Linked DNA regions of Ovis aries: region 2 is linked to region 1. A link is a contact called in public Hi-C data. All regions are on one chromosome and are shown on one strand. Each heading gives the region's core, a stretch centred on a gene start, on an enhancer-like site or on the middle of the called end of the contact. The rest is flanking DNA. Distances are from core to core; before and after follow the strand shown. Region 1 overlaps CNNM2 (cyclin and CBS domain divalent metal cation transport mediator 2). Region 2 overlaps NT5C2 (5'-nucleotidase, cytosolic II).

Region 1 (3,512 bases), core at 693-3,192:
GTTTAGGCTGAGAGGAAGCTCTCCCAACTCTTCAGAATTTGTTTCCTGGGTATATGGTGAACACCACTTACTTTCAGACTCTAAGGCCCTAGGCACCCCAGCACATCCAGCAGCTGGTCAGAACACAGCCCAGCCTCTGCAGAAGGACGCACCTGCACGCACATCTCTACAGAGGTGGTCAGGCAAAACTCGAATGGTGTGCTTTAGAGAAGTTAGTGAGAGCCAAGAAAGTTTAGTGTTCTGTTCAGACCTTAAGATCCTTTGAGACCTAAAATAACCTTTCTAAGGTGCTTTTAGGAAAAGCAGGTCTTAACAGAACAGCTAAGAGCTACAAATCCTTTCGACATGTTAGTGTTGTTTTTAAGCAACCACTTTAAAAAGCCACTTGCAGTGACATGTCAGATTTAAAAGTACTTTGTCCATGTTTAGATATTCCTAAATCAGATTTATTTGTTTAAGAAATATTTTGTCAGCAACTTTAAAGCCCTGCAATTTTTCCAAGGCTGCCACAGCATTTAAAAATACTCCGCTTATTCACCACAAATAGCCTGAGACAAACAACGGCATATCTAAGTCTACATTAAGGGTAGGAGCCTTGTCCACATTCCACATTATGGAAACTATTTAACCTTTCTTTGATGGTGGGAAAAATGATAACTATGATCTAACTATTGCCATACACTTAATCCCACTCTTCAGTTCAGTAGTTTATGTCTCAACACTTAGGTTTCTCATGACATTCTTTCTTGGTGACTGGAGCATAGAGCTATTCTTAAAGTTTTTCCTCAAATGGAACAATTTCAAATGATACGCAGCTTTGGGAGGCCCTGAAAATGAAGCCTCAACCATGGGGCTACCTGAGAAGCCTTGAAAAAAAGACTCGGGGCACGGCCGCCAGGGAGGACACGCGCACGCACAGCAGCCAGGTGGCCTCCCAGAACCCACACGGCCCCAGCCCACGCCCCCGGAGCAGGAGAGCAGCAGCACTCAGTGCAGAGCGCGGCGTTCTCTGCTGAGCGTGGAGGCCCAGCAGAGGGCGAGTCATCTATGGAGAGAGCCTTCAGCTGCAGAACGAACAAGGCTGTCTTTCTGTTTAGCCTGGCAATTTCAAGCATTGCTCCCCTGCCCTCAGACATCATGTCTTCCTCCCAAGGCCACAACTATCTGACTTGTTCCCACAAAGGTAGATAAAAATTAAAATATAAACAATAGTTTAAGTGCCTTTAAAGAGCTTTAACCCAAAAAAGGACTCCTGAGTGAACACAGAACACTTCCTCTCAAGCTCATCAACTCTTAACTATAAATAATTCTATTTTCTAATTTAAAATGACAGAAAATTTTGGTCTAGTCACTGCCCATAAAATACCTTTGCTCCACTTTATGGATTAGACAGATTGGTTCATGAATCAAATTAGGTACATATATATTCACCGAAATGCCCTGGTCTCCCACTGTGCTCTTCCCAAAGCCGTGTTTGGCCGGGACTATAGATGAGGCTGAAGAGTCTAGGCCAATGGAAATCGCATCACACACACACGAGCCCAAGCAGCTGAGTGCACAGTCTTCACATGAAAGACAGCATTAGTCCTTCCAAGTCTCACAAGTTCCTGAGATAACTGGAAAGAGGACTTGTCACACACACCTTCCCAGCACTGAAAAATATTAAGTGTTCAGTGTCTGCACCAAAGATAATGTTTAGTTTGTGGGTATGGGCATTTTGAAGCAAGTAACTTTGTTTTTGGACCCACTGCCCTCGGGTCAGTGATGTATTAGAGTTGTCACAGGGAAGCTGGCTTCATTTAAAATTCCTGCCATGTGTAAGCCTACTGTTTGAGTGCTTCGTAGTTGCTCATATCCTAGCAGGAAAAGCTCTCTGACAAAGAATTCTGGTACCCAATCCCGCCTGCATCTTTAGGCCTCACAGTCATCCACTAGGGGAGATGTCACGCCACCAGAATGTCACAGAGAGGCACTATAACCACTGCTTTGTTCTCGGACTTTTTGAAAGAGCAGAGATGTGAGGATCTTGGAGGGAAAATGATAAAACAATCATACAAAGAAGCCAAACATTTATTAGCCATCTCATATAATGAAACATTTTGGCTTTAATAAGGAATTATCTATTAAATTACCTTCAAAAAGTGTGTTTCCAGAAATCAACTCCAGGCTACAAAAAGGTCATTTGTACTGGTCACTTTCTCTACAAGACCATCTGATCACTATCTTTGTCCTCAGAAGTGCTGGGTTACTGAGAGGCGCTGGAGAGCATAATGCATGAGATAAAATAAAAACCCCAGAGTTTTTATCATGATACAGCTCAGGAATGAACCAACATGCAGGCAACCCCATGGATGCAAAGGGAAGGCTTAGGCAAACCTCATCTTCACAGGAGGAAAAATGACATTTTCCTTTGAGGATTTCCTGATTTGAGCTCAGGACTCACCTAGGCAAAGTGAGTAAAGCAGGAAAAACCAAGCAAAGCAGCGAACTGGGAGCAGACATGCTAGAGAGAATTCCTTCCCTAGCCCTGCTTTTTGCTCTTCTAAGGAGAGCAAACAGGCTCCCAAGAAGATAACACTTAGCTGGGATGTAGCTCTGCCTTCTTCCACTTTCAAGAAATTGGGGGTGATGACTGGGGAGGTGGGAGAGGTGGTTAGGTCAGGTGGTGTCTTAGCCAGGTTTGTCAGCAGTTCTTCACTAAAATGTCTCCAGTCCACAGGACTAGTGTAAGTAAAACAGATCAAGAACATCATGGTTAAAGCAATATGGTAGGAAAAACAAGGGACTAGTCATTGAGAAGTTCAATTCTCAGAAGAATGTAGAACTGAGACAGAGGGGAGGTAAAAAGGAATCCAAAAGGATGTGGTCTAGGAATAGATCACAAAGGGTCCATGAACCTCGACTGGAAGATCTTCAGGATCTGGTCATGTGAGCGAGGAGGGTAAGGAGGAGGATGGGGCTCACACAGGAATCAGGCAGGCCCACGGAATCCTGAAGAGCATCTGACCATGACTCACCACACTCATGCCCTTGATTTTAACTTGGTAGACCATCTGTGCCTCTTGCAACCATTGTCTTAGGCTTCCCATCACAGAGAAAGATCTGCAGAGCCATTTTCATCTCTAAGAGCCAACTGAGAGGCTTGGATGAGGCCTCTGGGCTTGCCTAGGGATAAAACAGTTAAAGATATTTGCCAGCTGAAATGCGTTTTTAGTGGTGGAGCTGCAAATGTCTGGGGCAGTTTCAGTGGGTACCCCAGCATCTTTATCTAAAATGAACTGATGGGGAACAGATTACGATCCTTGAAAAAGAGAACACAGCCCTGCTGTTGGCTGGAAGTTGGTGTACTAGGCTGGAAGTTGGAGGCTCAAGTTCTAGCACCTGCTTCTCTTTTAATGTAAGACTTGGTAGTGTACATTCAAAGGAAATGCCCTGCTGTGTTGCCAGCTTTCCCACTAGGCCTGTGTTGGCAGAAGTGATAGGGGAGAGAGGGAACACACATTCGCTAGAAG
Region 2 (3,354 bases), core at 514-3,013, 130 kb before region 1:
CCTAGCCTGGATTCTGCGTAGGCTTGTGTGCACTCTGTGGGCCATCGTGGCTGTCACTATTTGTTCCCTCAGAAGAGATTTTGTCTCCTAGGAGCCCAAGGGTGTTTTGGCTGCACCCCCAGCTAGTGAATAGGTGGTAGGATCAGGTCCTCATTGTAGTTTGATCTCTAAATAACACACTTTCCCTTGAAGAAACACTTCATGTCTTGCTTGAATGTAGCAACCCTCCTTTTCTTCAGGCTCTTGCCAGTACCACCTCTAGACTAGGATTTCTAGGACAGAGGTCATCAGGGCACTCCCAAAAGGTGCCTCACTGCTTATAGACTGAGCCCCCATCCTTAGCACTGTGGTCCTGACCAAAATTTCTGCCTTATCCCAACCTTCACTCCTTCCCACCAGCAACCCTGTGTTCTCCCCCAGGGTTCTGCAGTGTGAACTGTCCTCAGAAGCATAGAGGACATTTGTTTGAAAAAATGCAGGTTCTAGGACTTCCCCGGTAGTCCAGTTTGATTTAAGAATCCACCTGCCAGTGCAGGGGACAGTTTGATCCCTGCTTTGGGAAGATCCCACATGCCATGGGGCAACTAAGCTTGGGAACCACAGCTGTTGAGTCCATGTGCCACAGTTACTGAAGCTCACACACCTTAGAGCCTGTGCTCCACAGCAAGAAGCCACTGCAGTGAGAAGCCTGCTCACTGCAGCTAGAGAGCTAGAGCCCCTGCTCGCTGCAACTAGAGAATGCCCATGCAACAATGAAGACCCAAGGCAGTCAAAGATAAATAAATACTAAATAAAAAATTTTAAAATAAGCGACTATTTTTTTGAATAAAAGAATAAGGATTGTCATGGGGAGCTGAAATTTAGAAAAAATAAAAAATGATAAAAATGCAGATTCCTACCCTACCAAATCCATTGCTGTCAGGGACTGGAGTACTTGAGGCCAACTCTTGCGCAGACAACCATTTAAGAACTGCAGTTCTACCAAGCCAGATTGTTATCTTTCATGACTATGCGGGCCCTTGGTGCCCTTTCACTTGTTGTTCCTCTTCCAAGAATGCCCTTCTTGCAATTCCCAGACTGGTGCTCTCTGCTCCTTCTTTAAGATTCATCTCATGTTAACTCTTCTGTGCTCCTTCCCCCTTCTGGGTTCCTATCTTTGTGTTCACACAGCCACACTGCACTTTCTAACCTACTACCTCTGCCCTAGAATTTTCGCATTGTCAGGATTGGTTCCTCTGCTTGTTTGTGAGCTCCGTAAAGATCATTTGTTGTTGAATTTCTGGGACCTGGCAGAAAGAAGGCATGTTTGCTGAATGAATGAATGGAGAGCAGGCCCCAGTCTAACTCAGAAAGGTAGATTTAACCCATTTGGTAACTGACAGAGCCAGGGGTTAATCGTGCAAGTTTCCTGATCCACGGTTTCGGGCTGTTACGGGATCTAAATATTTGGTCTACTCTTGAGGAAGCTACAGATTTACATTTTGGCAAGAGGTGTTTAGCCTCAAGAGGTGTAGGACTTCGAATTATTTTTCAAAATCTCAAAATGTGATTCTGTCTTAAACCAGGGAACTGCTTTCCCCTGATCTCTCTGAGGATGGAACCCACCAGACTTTTTTCTCCCCTTCATCTCTCTTCCTCAGGATCACCCATGCCATAATTCTTGACCTTTTAACTCTGGCGCCACAACTGCCACCTCAGCCCGGCACACCCTGGACCTTGTCATGACTGCTCCAGCTCAGAAATGCCAACATGCCGGTCTCCGGTCAGAACCCCTCCTTGCCTTCGTCTTACTCACTGCCCCCACTCCCAGTTCACCTGCTCTCTGATGTCATGACTCCCTCATCCCTTTTCTAAGCTCCAGCCCACAGATAGCCTCTGTTCTTCTCCCCCTTCCGCAGGGAGGTGCCGCTCCTCCCATCCAAGGCAGTCTGTCACCTGAGCGCTGGACTCCCCTCTCCTGACCTCTTGGCACTGTGTCTTCAGTCCCTCCTCTGGCTGTTTCCCTCCCCACACCAACAGTCAAGCTTCTCTCACCTTTGGGGCTACCTTCCTCTAGTTATTAGCTAATTATGGTTTGGGACCAATTCTGATGTGTGGAGGTTTCCCCACACTACCAAACCATCCTTGGATACCAGCTGGGTGTCCTGAAACTCAATTCAGTTCTGACATGAACTACCCAGCGATGGCATCAGATCCCACAGGTTAGGGGCTCAATCCCACAAGACTGCCCAACCGCCTTCAGATGCCAATTGAAATCCCAGGTGTGATCTGTGCTTCTGACCAACTGGCTATAAGTCAGAGGTTCCCACAGCCCCTCTGGCCTTGTTCTTGTTCAGTCTCTCAGTTGTGTCCGACTCTTTGAGATTCCATGAACGCAGCACGCCAGTTTTCCCTGTCCTTCACCATCTCCCAGAATTTGCTCAAACTCACGTCCACTGAGTTGGTGATGCCATCCAACCATCTCATCCTCTGTCATCCCCTTCCCTTCCTGCTCTCAGTCTTTCCCATATTCAGGGTCTTTTCCAGTGAGTCAGCTCTTCTTATCAGGTGGCCAAAGTATTGGAGTTTCAGCTTCAGCATCAGTCCTTCCAATGAATATTTAGGATTGATTTCCGTTAGGATTGACTGGTTTGATCTCCTGCTGTCCAAGAGACTCTCAAGAGTCTTCTCCAGCACCACGGTTCAAAAGTATCAATTCGTAAAGTGCTCAGCCTTCTTTATGGTCCAACTCTCACATCCATACATGACTCCTGGAAAAACCATAGCTTTAACTATGTGGACCTTTGTCGGCAGAGTGATATCTCTGCTTTTTAAGATGCTGTCTGGGTTTGTCATAGCTTTTCTTCCAAGGAGCAAGCGTCTTTTAATTTTATGGCTGCATTGACTGTCCAAAGTGGTTTTGGAGCCCAGGAAAATAAAATCTGCCACTGTTTCTACTTTTCCCCTTATATTTGCCATGAAGTGATGGGACCAGATGCCATGATCTTAGTTTTCTGAATGTTGAGTTTTAAGCCAACTTTTTTGCTCTCCTCTTTTCCTCCTTCCTTGGGTTTGATTAATTGGCTAGAGTGGCTTATAGAACTCAGAGACACATTTACTTATTAAATCACTGGTTTAGTTGTATGTTTTTTTGAGGTTTTTATCTATTTATTAAAAAAAATTTTTTTGGCCATGCCAGCATGAGGGATCTTAGTTCCTGACCAGGGATTGAACCTGCGCCCCGTCCAGTAGAAGCACATTCTTAACTCTGGACCACTAGGGAGGTTCTTTTTTTTTTTTTTTAACTGGTTTATTTTAAAAAGATATAACTCGGATATAACTCAGATATAACTTTAAAAAGATATAACGCAGATA

What was found. A called contact is a pair of places that touch in the nucleus more often than the background predicts.
Region 2: a Hi-C map of mixed tissues shows a contact between it and region 1, with 5 times the contacts expected there. The contact joins two enhancer-like sites. A contact is called at or near these places in 9 of 16 Hi-C or Micro-C datasets (blood, liver, mesenteric adipose tissue and 4 more).

What each region holds. Positions count from the first base shown.
Region 1 is chr22:23,422,246-23,425,757 of ARS-UI_Ramb_v3.0, reverse strand. It overlaps CNNM2 (cyclin and CBS domain divalent metal cation transport mediator 2), which reads right to left. Exons shown (of 7, transcript XM_027960515.2): 7 at 2,053-3,512. Among named protein-coding and RNA genes, the nearest start is that of TRNAG-GCC, 130 kb to the right of the region's middle. Within about 2 kb of position 1,942, at least 8 of the 54 cell types and tissues checked have an H3K27ac peak or open chromatin away from gene starts, as enhancers often do.
Region 2 is chr22:23,547,415-23,550,768 of ARS-UI_Ramb_v3.0, reverse strand. All of the region lies in intron 1 of NT5C2 (5'-nucleotidase, cytosolic II), which reads left to right. Among named protein-coding and RNA genes, the nearest start is that of INA, 27 kb to the left of the region's middle. Within about 2 kb of position 1,763, at least 8 of the 54 cell types and tissues checked have an H3K27ac peak or open chromatin away from gene starts, as enhancers often do.